3 separate regions of the Sus scrofa genome follow, and all the other regions are linked to region 2. Evidence: chromatin contacts called from public Hi-C and HiChIP or PLAC-seq data. All regions are on one chromosome and are shown on one strand. The core of a region is the stretch at or near the end of the contact, and the rest is flanking DNA. Distances in the headings are between cores, read along the strand shown. Region 1 overlaps BANP (BTG3 associated nuclear protein). Region 2 holds the start of LOC110261212 (basic proline-rich protein-like). Region 3 holds the start of APRT (adenine phosphoribosyltransferase).

Evidence for each region. Hi-C and Micro-C count contacts between places; a contact is called where the count stands out from the background. HiChIP or PLAC-seq counts read pairs in DNA pulled down with a chosen protein or histone mark.
Region 1: an H3K27ac HiChIP or PLAC-seq map of skeletal muscle shows a contact between it and region 2, with 5 times the contacts expected there. The contact joins the enhancer-like site here to the promoter of LOC110261212 in region 2. A contact is called at or near these places in 2 of 5 promoter capture datasets (fetal skeletal muscle and liver), 11 of 47 Hi-C or Micro-C datasets (embryonic fibroblasts, epiblast stem cells, fetal heart ventricle and 5 more) and 1 of 2 datasets of contacts at active chromatin or transcription factors (skeletal muscle).
Region 3: a Hi-C map of liver shows a contact between it and region 2, with 4 times the contacts expected there. The contact joins the promoter of APRT here to the promoter of LOC110261212 in region 2. A contact is called at or near these places in 1 of 5 promoter capture datasets (liver) and 1 of 47 Hi-C or Micro-C datasets (liver).

The regions. Positions count from the first base shown.
Region 1 is chr6:1,475,921-1,478,783 of Sscrofa11.1, forward strand. The region is part of intron 1 of BANP (BTG3 associated nuclear protein); the gene reads right to left. Among named protein-coding and RNA genes, the nearest start is that of BANP, 18 kb to the right of the region's middle. Within about 2 kb of position 1,596, at least 19 of the 83 cell types and tissues checked have an H3K27ac peak or open chromatin away from gene starts, as enhancers often do. A contact at or near this core is called in fetal skeletal muscle, skeletal muscle and subcutaneous adipose tissue, where this site is marked.
Region 2 is chr6:1,151,778-1,154,769 of Sscrofa11.1, forward strand. It overlaps LOC110261212 (basic proline-rich protein-like), which reads left to right and starts at 1,592. Exons shown (of 1, transcript XM_021096490.1): 1 at 1,592-2,383. The coding sequence starts at 1,592. The coding sequence ends at 2,383. ZFPM1 (zinc finger protein ZFPM1) reads right to left here and starts at 2,195. Exons shown (of 11, transcript XM_021093668.1): 1 at 1,554-2,195. The coding sequence starts at 1,593.
Region 3 is chr6:888,976-891,982 of Sscrofa11.1, forward strand. APRT (adenine phosphoribosyltransferase) reads left to right here and starts at 1,297. Exons shown (of 4, transcript XR_002344435.1): 1 at 1,297-2,064; 2 at 2,167-3,007. It overlaps GALNS (galactosamine (N-acetyl)-6-sulfate sulfatase), which reads left to right. Exons shown (of 14, transcript NM_213955.1): 14 at 287-1,162. The coding sequence ends at 373.

The DNA of each region.
Region 1 (2,863 bases), core at 346-2,845, 320 kb after region 2:
GGAGGGTGCAGGGCGACCGTGGTCCTGCGAAGCCTCTAAAACGTCTAAAAAAAAAAAAAAGACAAAAAAAAAAAAAGCAAACAAACTCCTTTGATCTTTGTGTGTGTGTGTGTGTGTTTTATTTTTTTAGGGCCACACCTGCAGCATATGGAGGTTCCCAGGCTAGGGGTCTCATCAGTGCTGTAGCCACCGGCCTACACCACAACCACAGCAACACAGGATCCGAGCCACATCTGTGACCTACATCACAGCTCATGGCAACGCCAGGTCCTTAGCCCCCTTAGCGAGACCGGGGATCGAACCCGCAACCTCGTGGTTCCTAGTCGGGTTGGTTTCTACTGCGCTACGATGGGAACTCCTGTGTGCATTTTTTTTATCCTGTGCATCATCACCTCTTCAAAAAATAAAAACTCCTTTTAAAAACAGTCAGGCAATAAATATTTAGGCATAAACCATGGGGGAATTCTCGATTCCAACCTCCCCGGCATGCAGCGCAACTCTCTCAGTCCAGGCGCCTGCTTGGCCTCAGCCGAGCCCCAGGACTCGGAGGCAAGCAGGACTCGCCAGGCCTGCAAGGGCCACGCCAAGCCTGCGTCTTCTGAAAGGGACCTCCGGGCAGATTAACTGTGGTCAGCTTGAGGACCAAGACCACTCATGCCATAAACGCCTTCTTTTTTCCAAACTAAGAACCAAAGCAAACCTGCTGTTTTTATTCTTTCTGCACGCTCAGCACGTGGAAATTCCCAGGCCAGGGACCGAACCCACGTCACAGCTGCCGCACCACTGGATCCTTAGCCCGCTGCGCCCCAGGGCAACTCCCAGAGCGGGGGTTATCAAAGGGTACACTGGACTCCTTGACGAGGCGCTGACCCTCAGAGAACGCCAACCGGCCAGTCTTTGGACGGGGGAGCTTCAGATGTTTTATGGTCACACACTGTTTTCAGAATCCAAGTTTTAAAAGCTGCAGATGCCTTTCCAGGAAAAAAGCACAGAGAGAGCCAATCTGCCCAGCTTCACAGACCGCTGGCGGCCCAGCCGGGACCTGCTCTCCCCGAGGCTCACAGGGAGCGCCCGAGGCCGCCGGCACGCAGCCAGAGGACGGCCGGCCTCTCGGCAGCTGGTGCGCACGTGGCCACGTGACCTGCTCCGGCCGGGGGGCTGCAGGGCAGCTGCGACGCCCCCGCCTCCTCCTCCTGCTCCGCGCCCGCCTGCCGCCGCCGGCCGCCAGAAGAGGGCGTGGGAGCCGGGGCCTGGCGGCTCCAGAGCGCCACACGGTGCTGCGTGGACAGCCCGCCTCGGCCTTCCGACCCGAGGAAAATCCCCAGCCACCTGCTTCGGGCGAGGTACTCTGGGATCCGCGGCGCGCAGCCAGGCCCAGCCTCCGAGATCCGCCCTGAGGCCCCCTCACCACGGCCCCGGGTCCACGGGTCCCAGGTTGGACCCCCGCCCCTCACGTGGGCAGTGGAAAGTTCTCAGGTGCCCAAGCCAAGCTCTCCCTGGGTTCTAAGAGCTCCGCGAGTGGCTGGAGAAGGTCCTCCAAGCGCACCATGAAATCCCAACTCCTACCCTCTTCCAAGTGAGGACACCCCACGTTCTCCAAGCTGTTTACTCAATGTGCTTCTGCTGCCAGGACAGAGTCATTTAAAATTCTGCTAACTGTGAGGGTTTGAACAGAAAAAACTGGGGCAATGAGCCCAAGAAAACTGGAACAGAACGATGCCTGCGGTTGCCACTTTGGCAAATGAAATTTGCCATTTCTCAGAAGTCCTGGAGGTGGTCCAGTCTTCGTATCACAAAGCAGCTGGACCGCGATGGGCGCCCACACCGTCTCTCAGGGCAACGGCCACAGGCTTGGGAAGGGAGCGCCTGGCAGGCGGCACCTGGAGGAAGCACCCACGGACCAAACTCAACCACCCAAGTGCTCCGTCCTGGGGATCTGGGCGGGTGCGCCAGCAAACGACAGCACCGCCAGACAGAGCCGGCGCCCGCTCTCGCGGACGGAGAGGCCTCCAGAGTGTAACACCCACAGAAAGGAGGAAAGAGGAAAGCCGCGGGGACGTGCAGCTACTCGTCCCTGTGCGCGTACGCGGACCGCCACGCACGGAGCCAAGGAGACCCACGGGGAGGGCACGGATGACACAAAGCAACCCTCGTCCTTTATCCTCCTGGACTGCTGCGTCTTCCGTAAACACGTACTGTTTCTTCATCACCTGTGAAACTGTTTCTAAAGCAAAGACGAAGCACAGAGACGAGGCCAACCATGCACCCAGACAGAGATGAGGGAGCCGTCCTCCAGCCCGCCTCGCACCCACGCCCGCTCCCCCGCCTGCAAGGCGGTGCATCCACAGCCAGGACCACAGGTGCAGGTGTGCCAGGCCCTGCCCTGGGATGGCTCGTGCTCCTGGACCATGGGTCAGACTCTCTTCTCCGCTCTAAATTCCAGTTCCTTCTGCCCCTGGCTGGGGGCACCATGCGTCCTCTGCTCCATTGGTTCCCGGGAGCTCAGCCTCCCCTCCCGTGGCTGCTGGCCTTGCTCTCCCCCAGCCCTCCTCTCAGCCCCCCATGCCAGCCCCGGGCCTCGCCAGTGGCCCCCTGGCGGCCACCACCACCCACCCCTCCACCTGCGCCCTCTGCCTGAGACGTGCCTACAATGCTGCCCGCTTCCTGTCCTCACAGTCCCTCTAGAACCAGCCAATGTGCCCTTAAGCCACCTACCCACCAAACTGCCCCGTGCAGGTATCTCATGCCGGAGCCCTGCCCGCTGCAGCACCGGCCCAGGGCTCACTCTGGCCTCCCACCCCCAGCCCAACTCCCCAGAGGTCCTAGCCCTCAGCCCGACACAGAGCGCAGCCGGGCGCCAGAC
Region 2 (2,992 bases), core at 342-2,841:
GGTGGACCGGGCTGAGCCCGGGCGCTCGCCCTGCTCTGGGCCTTATCGGTGCTGGCGATCGGTTCCCAACCTGCGATCTCTCTGCCCGCGCTATCTGCATTTCTCATCACGCTGAAACACATACACACACGCACACAGGAGAACAGACCCAACAGACGCACACAGGGGAGGAGGGGAAAAAGAAACCAGAGAACCAGCGCAGATCGGGACCTGTGGGTGGTTTTAATACTTGAGTTGACTTGATAGAAGGCGACTTTCGGAAAACAGGTCCCACTTGCACATCGAGGAGTCGGGTTACGGGAACCGGATTGATGCCTGCCTCCCCCTCTCTGGGACCTGGGAGTAGACACTCCCCCAGGAGCACTGCGCATGGGGTCCTGGCGGCAGTGGTCATGTGGACACGAAAGGCAGTGCCGGGGAGTGTGGGGCTGGCCGGTGGTCTGGCCTCCCTCTTTGCCTTCCCAGCAGTCCCCAGGACCTGCCCCTCTAGTCTGGGACATGTGCCCCCCCGCCCCCTCCCCACCAAAGCAAGTCCCCCGCCCTGGCTTTGGCTGCAGAGATGCGAAGTTACTCCTGGCGTGGGGTGGGGAGCCCTGTTTCCTGTGCGCTGCCCTGGCTCGGGCTGCTCGAGCAGCCAGGCGGCCCCAAGAGTGCGGGGCCCTCTTATCTCGAGGGCATCAGCAATGTGGACACAGCGGCCGCCTGCCCCCACCCCCGGGAGTGGCCTACAAGCTGGATAGGTGAGAAACTTGGACACGGAGAGGCGACCCTGGCCCAAGATGCAGTCCCAGGAGACCCTCCCTGACTTGGAGCAGTCGCTCAGCTAGGAGTGTGTGACCACAAGCTGCGGAGCACACAGTGCCTGTGCAGTCCTTGCCGGGACACAGGGAGGGCGGGACCTCCAAGAAGCTGTCCCCAGGCAGGGAAGGCTCCAGCGTCGAAGCGGCTGGAGCCCAGCGCACAGGCTGCGATAGCTACCTTCCCCAGCCTCCAAGGCACCAGGTTCTGGGCCGGCAGGAGTGGCGCTGGGCGCCAGCGGGTCCCACCACTCAGCCTTGCGCTTCCACACAGTCCCGAGTGCCCTGTCTCCCTCCCAGGTCTCTCTCTTTCTCCCTCTAGATACAAAGCCTGGGAGAGTCAACCGGCCGAGATAAGATCACAATTTCAGCCCGTCCCGACAGAGCGATCTTATCAGGATGGGACTTGCAGAATGGAATATTTTAAACTTTATCTGAGCCCGGATCGGGGCCGCCTTATCGCCGCACCATCTCGGGGAGGCGGGGGGAGGGGCAGCCGCGAGGTGGCCGCGCCCCCAGCCACCCCGTTCCGGCCCTCTGGGCGGACCCCCTCTCCAGGCCGGACCTCCAGTGCGGGAGCCGAGACGCGGGGGCCCGGCCCGCCGGCGGAGATTAGATTACGGCGCGCTTGGCACACAGCGCGGGGGGCGCGGCGCAGGGTGAAGGTCGCGGGCGCCGCAAGAAGAGCTGGGCGGACCGGGGGCGGGCCGGCGGGGGCCGGCGGGGGTCGGGGCGGGCGGGCAAAGTTTGACTCACGCTTGATCTGCCGGGGGTTGCTCTGTTTCCTCCTGGACATGTCTCCGGCGCCGCGCGCCCTCCCGGCGGCCGCCTCTAGCCCCTGGCGGGCGGCGGCGGGCGGCGGGGGCGCGGCGGGGCCGCGGGGCGGCTCATGCCCCCGGCCCCCGGGCTCCGCGGCCGCCCTGGCCCGCGCCCCCAGCCCGCCGCGTTCGGCCCGGCGCCGCTGCGGAGGCCGGAGGATCGGGCCTGCGTTACGGCCGCGCGGACCGCCAGGGGCGGCGGGCTCCTGCCGGCTCCCTGGCTCCCGCGCAGACGCCGCCGCCGCCGCTGCGCTGCTCTCCTCAATGGAACCTGCGGGCAGCGCGCGGCGAACCCGGCGGCCTCGGCCTGGACGCTCAGGGCGTGCGGGCGGGGCGTGCGCGTCACGGGCGCCGCGCCTCCGGGCCCGCCCCCATCCGCTTGCCCCGCCCCCGGCGCAGCGCCCCGCCCCCGGGCGGACCTCTCGTCCCCTCGTCCGTGGCCCCGCCCCGCCCCGGCTGGCCCCGCCCCGAGGCCCTGGCGGGCCCTTGGACTGGCCTAGCTTCCCCGCCGCCACGGCCCTGCCCCGCCTGCTCGCCCCGCCCGCAGGGAGCTGGCCCCGCCCCGACACTCGGCCCCCTGCCCTGGGTGGACCTGTGGCCTCCTTAACGCCTCGTTCGGCCCTGCCGCTTTGTCCCCAGGCGCAGCTGAGATCCAGTGAGTCCCGCCGCTCCGTAGCACCGTGTCCGACCGGGCTCCAGGCCTCCCTGGACCCGTCCCCCGACGCCAGCTCCACCCCTAAGTCTGACCTGACCTTATTCGGCCCCTAGGCCCCGCCCAGACCACGCCCCAACGCCACGGCTCCGACCTCCACGGGCCGTGACCCCGCCCCTCTGCTCTGTAACTCCGCCCCCAGCGAAGGAGTCCGCCCCGCACTCCCAGTCACTGCGACTTGCCCCCTCCGCCACCGGATGGGGGACAGTGAACCCCGGGTCTGGAAGCCTTTGGAGACTTTGACGGCCCATGTTGTCTTGGACCAGATCTGGGGTGTGGAGCGGGCTGTGGCAGGATGGGGCTTCCGCCCAACATCCCCGGCTCTAGCTCCAGGAGAGTGGGGGTTTTGGGGTCTTCTTCTCTTGGGCTCAGATCTGGCTGGAAATCGGGGAGGGTGCAGAAGCCAGAGGCCTGTACCTGCTCCCCCGCCGCAGACTCCAGGCCTTGCTTCTCCAGGGCGCCCCTGCTGGAGGCCCAGGAAGGAGGCCCCTCTGCAGGCTGGGCAACCCCCACGCCCAGTCCCCGTCGGAAGGGAGCGAGGTCCCCAGGTCAGTACTGCCTGTTCTAGCTGGGAGGCACGGAAACCGACTCTGCTGTCCTGGGGATATGCTCATGGGGTCCCAGGGGCCCACCGCTTTCCAGGGAGGCTCAAGGTCACACAGCAT
Region 3 (3,007 bases), core at 47-2,546, 260 kb before region 2:
CCTTGGGAAGTCTGGGCCAGCGCCTCAGCAGCCTGGCTCCTTCTCTGCTACAGCGGCCGTGGAGGCCGAGGCTGTGCGCAGCTTGCTCACCCCTCCTGTTCAGCAGCAGACGGCCGTTAACAGCGGGCTGCTGGCTGCTGCGCCGGCCTCAGGCGCTGGGTTGCTTCCAGGCGGTGCCCGCTGGCTTGCACCCCACAGCTGTGGAGGTGGGGCAGGAATGGGAACTGCTGAGTCCAGAAGGGCTTAAATTAACTGCATGTTCTCTTTCTGAATTTTCATTCCCCAGAACTGGGCGCCCCCGGGCTGTGAAAAGCTGGGGAAGTGCCTCACGCCCCCGGAATCTGTCCCGGAAAAATGCTCCTGGCCCCACTAGCACCTGCTGGGCTGAAGCCACGTCCGGGATCTCCCCAGACCTGCAGCTGCCAGAGGCTCTGGCCTCTGGGCTCCAGGGCTGCCCTCTGCCCTGCCCAGTGCCAGCCTGCGCCACCTGCAGCCAGCAGCGGGACCTGCAAGGCCATGCCTGCGCGAGCCCGGGCCCTAGAGTCACTCCCTCTCAGCCTGCCGGATTCAGGCTGCCTGATTCTGCCACCTCTGGCCGCCATCAGCCCCTGAACCAGATGCTGCCTGTCTCACAGGCTCCCCCTCTGCTCCACCTGCCTTCCTGGCCGGACCGATCCAGGGCCCAGAGCGTGTGACTTGCTCTGGCTGCCCCAGCAGTCCGTGGTGTCAAGGAGGGTAGCTGTGCCAGTCCTGTGTCACCCCTTGCCATTATGCAGGGGGGGTGCCCTGGCCCCACCCCCCATGATGGGGGTTTGTGAACATGGACGGGGGAGCAGACCAAGATCCTCCCTGACCTGGATCCTCGGCAGCCAAGGCTTCCCGAGGCCGGTGGGGACAGCTGATGCCACCACCTCACCCCTGACGCCAGCACACTCTGGGCCTGTCAGTGCCTCACAGCTGCCCTGCTTGCCCTCCTCCCCTTGAGCCCAGGGTGGCAAAGCTTGACGATGAGCCTGGGCAGGTCTGTGCAGACTCCAGCCACCCCACCCTGAAAGCCTGGGGACCATATTTCCATTCTGCAGGTTGTCAGGCCAACTCTGCTGTTTTTAAGACTTGGGAAATTTTGAAAAAGCAGTTCTAGAATACAGGAACAGGCATTTTAGCTCTGGTTTGTTTTCTTTTTAGTGAGATGCGCTTTGGGGGCAGTTGTTGCCTCTGGTATGGTGGGGGCTGGAGTGGGCCGGGCCAAGCATCCCCCCCACTCCCCCGCTCCCCCGCTCTCCCAAGAGTCCAGCAGGTCTGGGAAGGGCTTCCACTTCTCCCTCGCCCCTGCCCAGGCCATTGGTCCTTCGAACTGCTCACCGCCTCGGGCCCTCCCCTCAGGCTTCCGCACCGCTCTCCTGCTCTGAACCCCTCCTCGGTTCCCCAGGCACTCGGCGCGCTCCTGGGGGAAGGCCCGGGCCGTGCCCTGTGTGCACACGCGCCCGGAATGCGCCCCGCCTCCCCGCCAATCCGCCCCGTGCGCGCGCCCCCCTCGCAGAACGCTGCAGGCGCTGAGCCGAGACCCGGGAGGGAAGGGAAAGCCGGTGCCCGCCCGAAACCTGGGGTGCCGGCCGTAACCACACCAAAGACCTGCGAGCAAGCGCCCTCGACTCGGACAAAACCTGATGAGGCTTTCCCCGAGAGCCCGGCCGGGCCCGCGCAGACGTCCCTGGGGCGGAGACGCCTCTGAGGAAACTAGCTCGAGTCTCAAAAAGGCTGGCACCTGAGATTCGATGAAATACGGTACTTCCTCCAGGGGCCGGCGGGCTCCGCCCCTCGGGCGCAGCCCCTCCCCGTGGCGCCCAGCCCCGCTCCTTCCGCACAGGCGCGGGATCGCGGAGCTCGCGCCCCGCCGCGCCCCTGGCGCTCCGCCCACCCCTCCTGCGCAGGCGCGGAGCCGCCGGGCCCGCCGCTCGTGCTCAGGACACGCGCGAACGCGGCGATGGCGGATCCTGAGCTGCAGCTAGTGGCGCGGCGTATCCGCAGCTTCCCCGACTTCCCCGTCCCCGGCGTGCTGTTCAGGTACGGGCAGCCGGGCCACGTGGGGCTGCGCGGCCCGGGCTGTCGGGGCGCGGGGGGTTCCGCGTGGGCTTGAGAGTCACCAAGCCCGTCCTTGCGTGCCAGGGATATCTCGCCTCTCCTGAAGGACCCCGACTCCTTCCGCGCCTCCATCAGTCTGTTGGCGAATCACCTGAAAAAGGCCCACGGGGGCAGGATTGACTACATCGCGGGCAAGTGGAGCGGCCGGCGTCCGCCGGGTCCCCGCGGCTGCTCACCGCTGTCACGCCCCGTGAGGGCGCAGCATCGGGGGCTCTTTTTCTTGGGCAGGGCAGGCGCGGGGAGGGTGGTCCCACCGCTTCTGCTGGCGGGAGGACGGGGGCGGCGTGTCGGGGGTCCTTCGGGGAACCCGCCGGGGCCGCGAAGGCGTGTGGGTTGTCATAACAGGCCTGCTGCCCCCCCTGGCAGCTCGGAGAGGGGTGGTAGCCCCGCACCCCCGGGTTCCCGGTCCCCAGCCCTGGAAAGGTGGGGCCGCAGGGAACTGCCCTGGGAATGTGCCCAGAATCCACCGGGGCCAGCCCGCTTTCCCGTTCCCCTTCTGTCATCGCGTATTGCGCGCACGCAGACCCTCGCCCCGGTGGAAGGTTTTAGGCAAGCCCAGGCCTGGGAGGACCCTGGCAGGTGGTGTCCCTCCTTGAGCGCCCCGCCCCTGATCCTCCGGTCGCTCCCGGAGGGCCTGAGGGGCCCCCGTATTGGCCTGAAGGCAGGGAGAGGCTGCGACTGGCGAATCCTGTGGCGGACTCTTGCCTCCAGAAGCCTTCCCCGCATTCCTGGGCGAGGCCGAGGCCCTGAGCTTCCCCTTCACAGCTCGGTCCACCCCGGTGCCGGTGCCCGGTCACTGCCTCTCCTGGACCGGGAGCTCCTGGGGCAGACCCTCCCTGCCTTTCAGCTAGCAGCCACCTCTGGT